3 separate regions of the Gossypium hirsutum genome follow, and regions 1 and 3 are each linked to region 2. Evidence: chromatin contacts called from public Hi-C data. All regions are on one chromosome and are shown on one strand. The core of a region is the stretch at or near the end of the contact, and the rest is flanking DNA. Distances in the headings are between cores, read along the strand shown.

Region 1 (2,937 bases), core at 121-2,620, 180 kb before region 2:
TTACAAAAATTGTCATTTTAGTTCTAATTTTAAAAAAATTAATAAATTTGATCTTCAACATTTATAAAATTTATCAATCTAATCCTAACTTTGAAAATAAAATAAAAACTTCAAAAGTTTATTTTTATTTATAACTCAATAAGAAAAAGAGTATAGTCTTTATAAACACGGTATAATTTTTTTTATTCCACAAGTAACTTTAAAAATTTGATATAAGACTTCTTTTAAATATCTTATTATCCCTATAACATACTTGTCAACACTTAATCATGAGTCTAAACACTCCACTGGGAATGCATTAAATATTTTCTCTAATTAAAATATTATTCAATTGAATTAATTTTATAAAAAAAATTTATTTTAAGTTTTTTCTTATTTTCTTATAAATAAATATAGAAAATTAGTAATACTTTTATACTATAATTTAAATTAATTTTCTTATTAAAAATAATTTATAAGTGTAATCTATAATTTATATCTTAATGAGACAAATATCAAAATTACACGTGAGCTTTGTTTGTGGTTCAAACATACACATTAAATTTTGATTCAATTGTACACATTTAAATAAAAGATATTTTTTTTATTTTCATAATGGATTAATATAATTGTTTGTGTGTATACTATATAAATGTAAAATTATGCTATGTTGATAATACGTGCTACCAATTTATAAAAATTTAATAAAAGTAAAATTTTATGTATAAAATTATAGGTGACTTCTCAACTTGTTGGTGGCAAACTTACTATTCGAACAGGCCTTAAGGTGAATGGGTATAACAATTAATAATTTATAAATAATGATTTAGCTTTACAAGTCTATCATACCCAAATTGAAACGGGGTTTGTGAGATTTTTTTTTTTTAAATATCACTACACCTTGTGATCTAATTTAGAAATTTTATTTTACAAAATTAAGGTAAAATTTAAAAAAATAATATTCTGTTTTTATAATATACTTGGATTAAAAAATATGACTACACCATGTAAGAAATTCATCTCAAATTTTATTATAAATATATTCTCTCTATTATAAAGATTTAATCAAAATCAGTCACTCTAAATTAGAATATAGTTGATATTTACTGTAATTAATAATTTTAAAATTATTTATAAAATAAATAAATAAAAAATATGACGTGATAATGAATGGAATGTTGTATCAACTCTAACCATATAATATATACAGCATCTCTTTGAGTAGGACATTATTTATTTTTAAGAAATGGATGAAATAAGTTTGTTTCTAGAATGCACCCAATAACAGATTATAACCAGAAGTCAACTTATTCACACACGAGTGGATCTAGAACATCTTCTTTGACCAACGGTGAGATCCTATTTTTATTGGCAAACAAAAACAAAGTCAGAATACGTGGGTTAACCTACATCATTCAATCATCTTGTCTTCTTCCTTCATCTTTCCTTAATTTACGCGCTGCAAGTCTGAAAACCCCTATATAAATCCTCCTTAAATCCCCATAACTTACCCAATCCATCCAAAAAAGTAACAAAAACCCAATCTTGATCAAGCTTTCCTCAGTTTTAAAGATGATGAAAGAGGTGGTATACATGCAACATTGGGGTGCAGTGGCACCATCCCCTCTCATTAATCCCAGAAAATCTTCCACATATCCAAGGCTAGAGACCATTCATGAAGAAGGGTGTGAAAATCATTCAGTTTTTTCAAAGAAATTCTTGCTGGTTCTCCCCCTTGTCTTGTCTTCGGCTGTCTATTTCTTGGTAAACAAGGATTTGACTCTGTGTGCATGAGCCCTTCCAATGCTTTTTTTTGCTTCAAAGGGGATCTGGGAAAACTGTGGCTTTCTCCCCCCTTTCTTTGCTTGAGATATGAGAAGCCTGGAAAATGGAGAATCTCATTAAATTCAATGCCAGGGAGAGATGAATGTTCAATAAGTTTATACCATTGTAATGTGTGAGGATATGAGATAGATGGTGGGCAAATCTGCTTTGACGTTCATAATTTGTAAATCGTGTTTTATCATCATATCAATCCAACGTTTCCCAGTCTCTGGTTTTTGAAAGTTTCTGATTGCAATAGCTTTGAACATTGGCTAAAATTTTCCTGCTTTAGAAAGGCCTGCAACCACCAGCTAACAAATCTAACAATCTAATTCACTGCTTGCTAACTCTGGTTAATTAATATAATAACTAGTGATTCTAGCCTTTAGGGTACACAAATGAACCCAATTCTTTGCATAATGAAAATATTTCCTGCTTATTGTATGGAAAGTTGGCCAAATTTATAATTTACTCCAAAAACAGAGCATCTCGACTTGGGCAGTAATGGTTAAAGAATCCCCTGGTTATCACCATTGATTTGTGTGTTTTTATTTTAATTTATTTCTTAATTTCAATTTGGAAAGTGGCTTACGCATTCGCTGACATGGTCCAACTGGACATTTTGACAGTTCAAATGGTTGCTTGTAGTTCTAGAAGTCACCACTTGAAAATTGCCAGCTTGAGATCATCGTATGAGTTGGGCTCTCTCTAGAGACATTGCTTGGTGGCCTTGGACCTCACATCATTCCCATTTCTCCTTTTTAACAACCAAATTAGAAATTCCAAATTTTCTTTTTTTTTGTCAATGCGCACATGGCGACATGGCGACACCAAAATCATTTAGTGTGGAATTTCTTAGTCTTGTGATGTACGAAATATACCCACTTCCATCCTACAATATGCTTGATTAAGATCACAACTCCTTATTTTACACACATGCAATTGCATTCATTGTACTTCTTTTTCTTTTTGCTCCCTCTGTTGGTAGCAGGGGATCTGCTTTTCGATTGAATATGTCCATTTATCTATAACGTCTAGATGAAGAAACAGTGTTCTATGTCCAGGTATAATAGAGCAAAAAGATGCAGCAAAAGTGCTTTTCCATTGAATATGTCCACGTGTTTGGATAAATTT
Region 2 (2,942 bases), core at 367-2,866:
GTGACCACCGCAGGTGGTGGCCGAAGGGACGCTTGGAGCCCTAACTAGGCCCTTCTTTCACGTAGAAGAAGATTCAGGACCACAAAACCCCAAAAACCTAAAACAACCACAAAAATCTCGATCCTTGGCCTCCTCCGTCATAGCTTTAACCGAATCTCCAGGGATCCATCAGCTTTTGGACCAGAGAAGCAGACGCCGAGGATATCAACGCTAAATATGGGTAAAATCTTCCTTTTTTTTTACGAATTTGCGTGGTGGATCCAAAATAAAATAAAAAAGGAAAATAAAAATAGAAAATGAACAAATGAACAAATGAACAAATGAACCACCTTTGAAATGTGTTCAATTTCTCTGTATTGATTTCATATTCCCTCTGTTCGTCAGTATCCAAAAAAATATTGAAAAGTTTTAGGCTTTTTATAGCCGAAAGAGAATAAAAACAAAATTTGCTCCTTTTGCTTGTTGTTTTGCTGTTGTTTTCTTGTGTTTACATGCAAGTACGGAGGCCAGTTGGCGTGGTGATACGTGGCAATTGGCATGGGGTGTAAGGAGGCTACGCTAGAGGCTAGTTGTTGCGCAAACAGAAAACCTAAGGTTTCTGTGAATAATCTGGTCTTGGGCCACTTGGGCCAAATTTGTTTTGTTTTGAGTATTGGGTTATGGGTTTGTTTGGGTTTAGGGTTAACTTGGGCCTGGTGTACTGGATTTAGTTTATTCTGTTTGGTTATTTTATTTTTTTGGGCCAGCATTTTGTAATTGGACTATAGTGGACATTTAATTGCTTTTTTTTATTTATTATTATTTTGTAATTTGGTTTTAGTATGGTCCCAGGCAAATTAGCCTGTTACATACTTAATTTTTATTAATATATCAAACATTTTTATAATATAAATTTAATACTTATAAAATTCAATATTTATATTTTCAGCATTTAATTTTTCAATTGATGAAACATATCCTTAGTGTAAATAATTAACTTCCTTAATGGTTTTACTAGTTCGGTTTTTCTTATGATTAGTTTATAAACAATGCCTGCTTACAAACCTAGAAAGGGTTAAAAGAGGAATTAACCAAACAAAAGTATGTCCAATGTGCCAATACGAAACAAAAGACACTTTACATATTCTCAGAGACTGTCCAATACCTAAGGATATCTGGAAATTGATTGTGCCGAGAGCAAGATGGTCTCAGTTTTTCTCTTAACAATTTATTTGAATTGGTCAGAACAAACTTAGGAAGTCATGGGCAGCTGACGAGGCATGGAGTCCCTTGGTCAACGCTTTTTGGAATACTAATTTGGCGATTATGGAAAAATAATAATCACTTTATTATCGAAATGCTCCCATAAAATTCTGTAGAAATTATTAAAATATCAACAAGTTGGGCGTAGTATAACGCAATTAGTAGTTGGATTCCATCTAGGAATAGTAATTTATATGATGTCTCCAAGAATTGTTTAAATAGTAGGGTAGGAGAATGTTAGTTTTAATAAAAGTAATTTAGGATTTATTAGATTAACTGATAATATAGAGGTTTTTATAAGATTAAAATAAAAATTTGACCAAAGGAAGCCTATGGGTATATATAGAATATAGTTTTTTATTATTATTTAAATAGAATAGTAGATTATGTAGGTATATAAGAGCTATATCAGATATAGATATGGATACAGGGAGAATCTGAAACTTACAACCAAACAGCCATGAACCCAATCGCAGCTACCCAACTCAGCATTCTAACATCTCATATTCCACTTCATCTTATCTTTCCTTCCACCACTAGTCCTTCCCTCCTCCGAATCTAAAACTCATCCTTCCCCTTCTCTCTCAAATCCTCCTCCCCTCCTTCTTCACCACACACCACAACTACTATACTCCCAAAATGTCTCTTACAATCCCCACTAACCTCTCCAAATCCCTTTTGAAGCCAAAGCTAAACTCCAAACTCACCCCCAAAGTTTCACGATCATTGGTGGTATGCTCCACCGACAAGACTTCATCGCCACTATCATCAGCTTCATCACTCCAAGCCTTCTCAGCAGCTCTTGCTCTTTCTTCCATTCTTCTCTCAGCCCCACAGCCTGCCGTAGCTGATATTGCAGGCCTCACACCATGCAAAGAGTCCAAGCAATTCGCCAAACGTGAGAAGCAGCAGATCAAGAAGCTGGAATCGTCGTTGAAGCTATACGCCCCTGACAGCGCTCCAGCTCTCGCTATCAAAGCAACCATCGAGAAAACCAAGAGACGGTTTGACAACTACGGGAAGTACGGGCTGCTGTGTGGGTCTGATGGGTTGCCTCATTTGATAGTAAGCGGTGATCAGAGGCACTGGGGTGAGTTCATCACGCCTGGTCTCTTGTTCTTGTACATCGCTGGATGGATCGGGTGGGTTGGAAGGAGCTACCTCATTGCTATTAGCGATGATAAGAAGCCTGCCATGAAGGAGATCATCATTGATGTGCCTTTGGCTACCGGTCTTATATTTAGAGGCTTTATTTGGCCAGTCGCTGCTTACAGAGAGCTTATCAATGGTGACCTTGTTGTCAAGGACGTTTAATCTCCTCAGGTCCTTCTTCTCTTTCTCTTCAAAAAAATTCCCCCTTTTTTTTATTTTTTATTTTACGCTAATTCAAGCATGTTTTTGCCTTATAGTGTAAGGGTTAACATGTGTTGGCCATATTCCATCTAATGATGTTGAACCTTACTATTCTGAAGTAGTAAATTACTAATCTGAAATAGTGTGTCATAAAACCTTGCAATCTTATATTCCGAATCCAATTTTACACCCCAAAATTCGATATTTTCATTTATTAATCATATTAGTAACATTTTTTTATTTAAAAAATATCACATTAAACTTCAATTATTGAATCAAATAATAGATTCTTGAGATTAAAAATAGAAGTAGTAATTTCAAATGAGTAGAAGGTAAAGGGATCGAGA
Region 3 (2,700 bases), core at 103-2,602, 180 kb after region 2:
CTTGATCATTGATGAATCAAAGCTTAATAAACCAAATTCAGATGTACTGATACTCAAATAACTCCAAAACTTAATCAATTTTTTACCCCCCCAAAAAAAGAGTTTTACTGTTAGAAAATCTGAAGTTAAACTAACAAATATAATTAATTAATTTTAAAGTTGAATATAAAGAAATTAAATTCATCTTTTACAGAATAAATGAACATAATAGAAGCAAATCCATCGATTCAAATTTTATATCACATCAACCTCAAGTTGGAAACTCGATCAATCTGGAATTGAATTGAATTTCAAGCCTAAATAGCTCAAAATTCTTACAATACCAAGCCACGAAAGGTCATATGCCAGGCTTTTGAGATAGGCAGCAGCAGGATAAAACCAGAATCTTTTGAAATGAGAATAGCATTACAAAATACCGGCTCACAAGTCATCAGCAAGTGAAGCAGAAAAACCCACATACTTTTACAATTAAACACACATTCAACGAAATTTTTATCTTAGTTTCTGGTCACGATTATCTTAGTTTCGTCCACAATAAGGAATTCCCAGCTTCAAGTTTAAGAAAACAATAATAAGAAAAATAAAATAACTGAAAATTTAATCCTAAACATAATTTAATCTTTGTGCATAAAACACCCTAAAATCGGCAGTGAAAGCAGCAGTGGAAAACAATAATAAGAAAAATAAAATAACAAAATATATGAACTATTGGACGGCATAAATATCGAGCAAACCAGAGGAAGCAGCAGCAGCAGGAAGAAGCAGGACGCAAAAAGCAACGTTGATGGGCTGCAGCGAGACGGGCAGACAGACGGACGGGCAGCGGCGCTGGAGGCCACTGGTGGAGCCGTGGAGGTGGAGAGCGGCACTTAGAGCTATCGGTTTTCTCTTTTAAGAAATAAGAACTGATAGGGAAGAGAAAGGGGAATGACCGAATGAGGGACTGGGTCTGAGAGGAAATACGGAAAAAAAATTTAGGGTAATAAAATCGGATCGGACCGGGCTGAAAAATTCTGGCCTGAAGCCCTTTTCTTTTTCATGATTGTTGTCATTCTTATGGTTTTTTTTTTATAAAAATATCCTTAAAAATTTAATTAATTACGAAAATAATTTATTTTTTTATTATATATGAAGATGCCCTGAAAAATTACAATAAAATTTGGTGGAATAAAAAAGTTTAAAGCCACCAACATGTTACATTAACAACTAAAATAAATAATTTATATTTTTAGTAGAACCATATAAAATAAAGTCACATATATAAATATAAAAAGAATATTATTATTTTTAAAATATTTAGAAGAGTTTTAAAAAAAAATTTTGGTGAAGTCAAAAAAATTTGACACTTTTTTTTTGTTTTTTAAATTTTAAACCTATAAAGAAAACATTTTTCTATTGATAAAGCCATTTTATAAGGCACCACCATGCACTCTACCATTTATTTTTAAATTTTTTTAAATATTTTATTTAAATTTAAATATAAAAAGTAAAATTTTATTTAGTAAAACCATTCTTTTTAGCAAAATCAAATTAATGTATATAATATTTAATGAGAAATCAATTCAAGTTCAAGTTGAAAAGAAAAAAATTTATATCTTACTAAAGAATGAATGGAAGAGATATAAGGATTGTTTTTTTTTAAGAATTTATATTTTTATGTAAATTTTTTAATTTGAATGTATACAGCAAATGAATTGTTTAGTATTTGAAAAAATACACTACCATCCTCAAAATCTATTTTTTTGACGTGAGATATGCGACCCAAAATATTTTATACTTCCTTTTTATAAAATTTTAATTTCTTACAATATGAACGAACAGCTCCAATCTCATTAATCAAAAATCATGAAATTATATGGCATCCTTTAGAATCGCATCGATTTACATCAAACACTTGCAGAGAAATCTAATACATCAAAATGAAAAAAAGCTTAGGCCTCAGACATCAATCACCTAAAAGCAAACCTAGGCTCTCTCACCTCTAATCCTCCTAGCAAGCTGGATATCCTTAGGCATGATGGTAACCCTCTTAGCATGAATAGCACATAGATTTGTATCCTCAAATAGTCCGACGAGATAAGCTTCAGCCGCCTCTTGAAGAGCAGCAACAGCGCTGCTTTGGAACCTCAAGTCAGTCTTGAAATCTTGAGCGATTTCTCTCACAAGCCTCTGGAATGGAAGCTTTCTGATCAAGAGCTCAGTGCTTTTCTGGTACTTCCTGATTTCCCTAAGAGCCACAGTTCCTGGCCTGAAACGATGAGGCTTCTTCACTCCTCCAGTCGCCGGAGCTGATTTTCGAGCGGCCTTCGTGGCTAGCTGCTTACGTGGCGCCTTGCCGCCGGTTGATTTCCTAGCAGTTTGCTTGGTACGAGCCATTTGTAGAACAATTTGATATGAAAATATGCGTTTGAAGGAAAGGATTTTTGATGCTGCAATTGGGAGAAATTGGAGGGGATATATAAAAGGAGTAAGCGGGAATAAGTAATTAGGAAATATTTTAAATAGGCCAATATGAACCGTAGATTGGATGGATTTTTATCGACGGCTGTTAAGTTGTTAAAGTGTTGATCCGTGTGAGATGAATGTTGACCAATAGGATTCGCTCTTTTAAGCGGAATTGTTTTGAAGTTTGGCGCATCTTAATATTTTGTTCAGGATTGTGAGGGCGGATCTATGCCGTTCATTGATGAGATATCGACG

The links. Hi-C and Micro-C count contacts between places; a contact is called where the count stands out from the background.
Region 1: a contact with region 2 is called in a Hi-C map of leaf, with 1.9 times the contacts expected there. The contact joins the enhancer-like site here to the promoter of LOC107961788 in region 2. A contact is called at or near these places in 4 of 34 Hi-C or Micro-C datasets (callus and leaf).
Region 3: a Hi-C map of leaf shows a contact between it and region 2, with 2.7 times the contacts expected there. The contact joins the promoter of LOC107961789 here to the promoter of LOC107961788 in region 2. A contact is called at or near these places in 2 of 34 Hi-C or Micro-C datasets (both in leaf).

The regions. Positions count from the first base shown.
Region 1 is chrA06:110,191,766-110,194,702 of Gossypium_hirsutum_v2.1, forward strand. No RefSeq gene overlaps it. Among protein-coding and RNA genes, the nearest start is that of LOC107961781, 6.1 kb to the left of the region's middle. Within about 2 kb of position 1,371, at least 9 of the 9 cell types and tissues checked have an H3K27ac peak or open chromatin away from gene starts, as enhancers often do. A contact at or near this core is called in leaf, where this site is marked.
Region 2 is chrA06:110,376,173-110,379,114 of Gossypium_hirsutum_v2.1, forward strand. It overlaps LOC107961788 (photosystem I reaction center subunit III, chloroplastic), which reads left to right and starts at 1,617. Exons shown (of 2, transcript XM_016897918.2): 1 at 1,617-2,565. The coding sequence starts at 1,882. The coding sequence ends at 2,556.
Region 3 is chrA06:110,553,623-110,556,322 of Gossypium_hirsutum_v2.1, forward strand. It overlaps LOC107961789, which reads right to left and starts at 1,353. Exons shown (of 5, transcript XM_016897919.2): 1 at 735-1,353. It overlaps LOC107961790 (histone H3.2), which reads right to left and starts at 2,376. Exons shown (of 1, transcript XM_016897924.2): 1 at 1,811-2,376. The coding sequence starts at 2,376. The coding sequence ends at 1,966.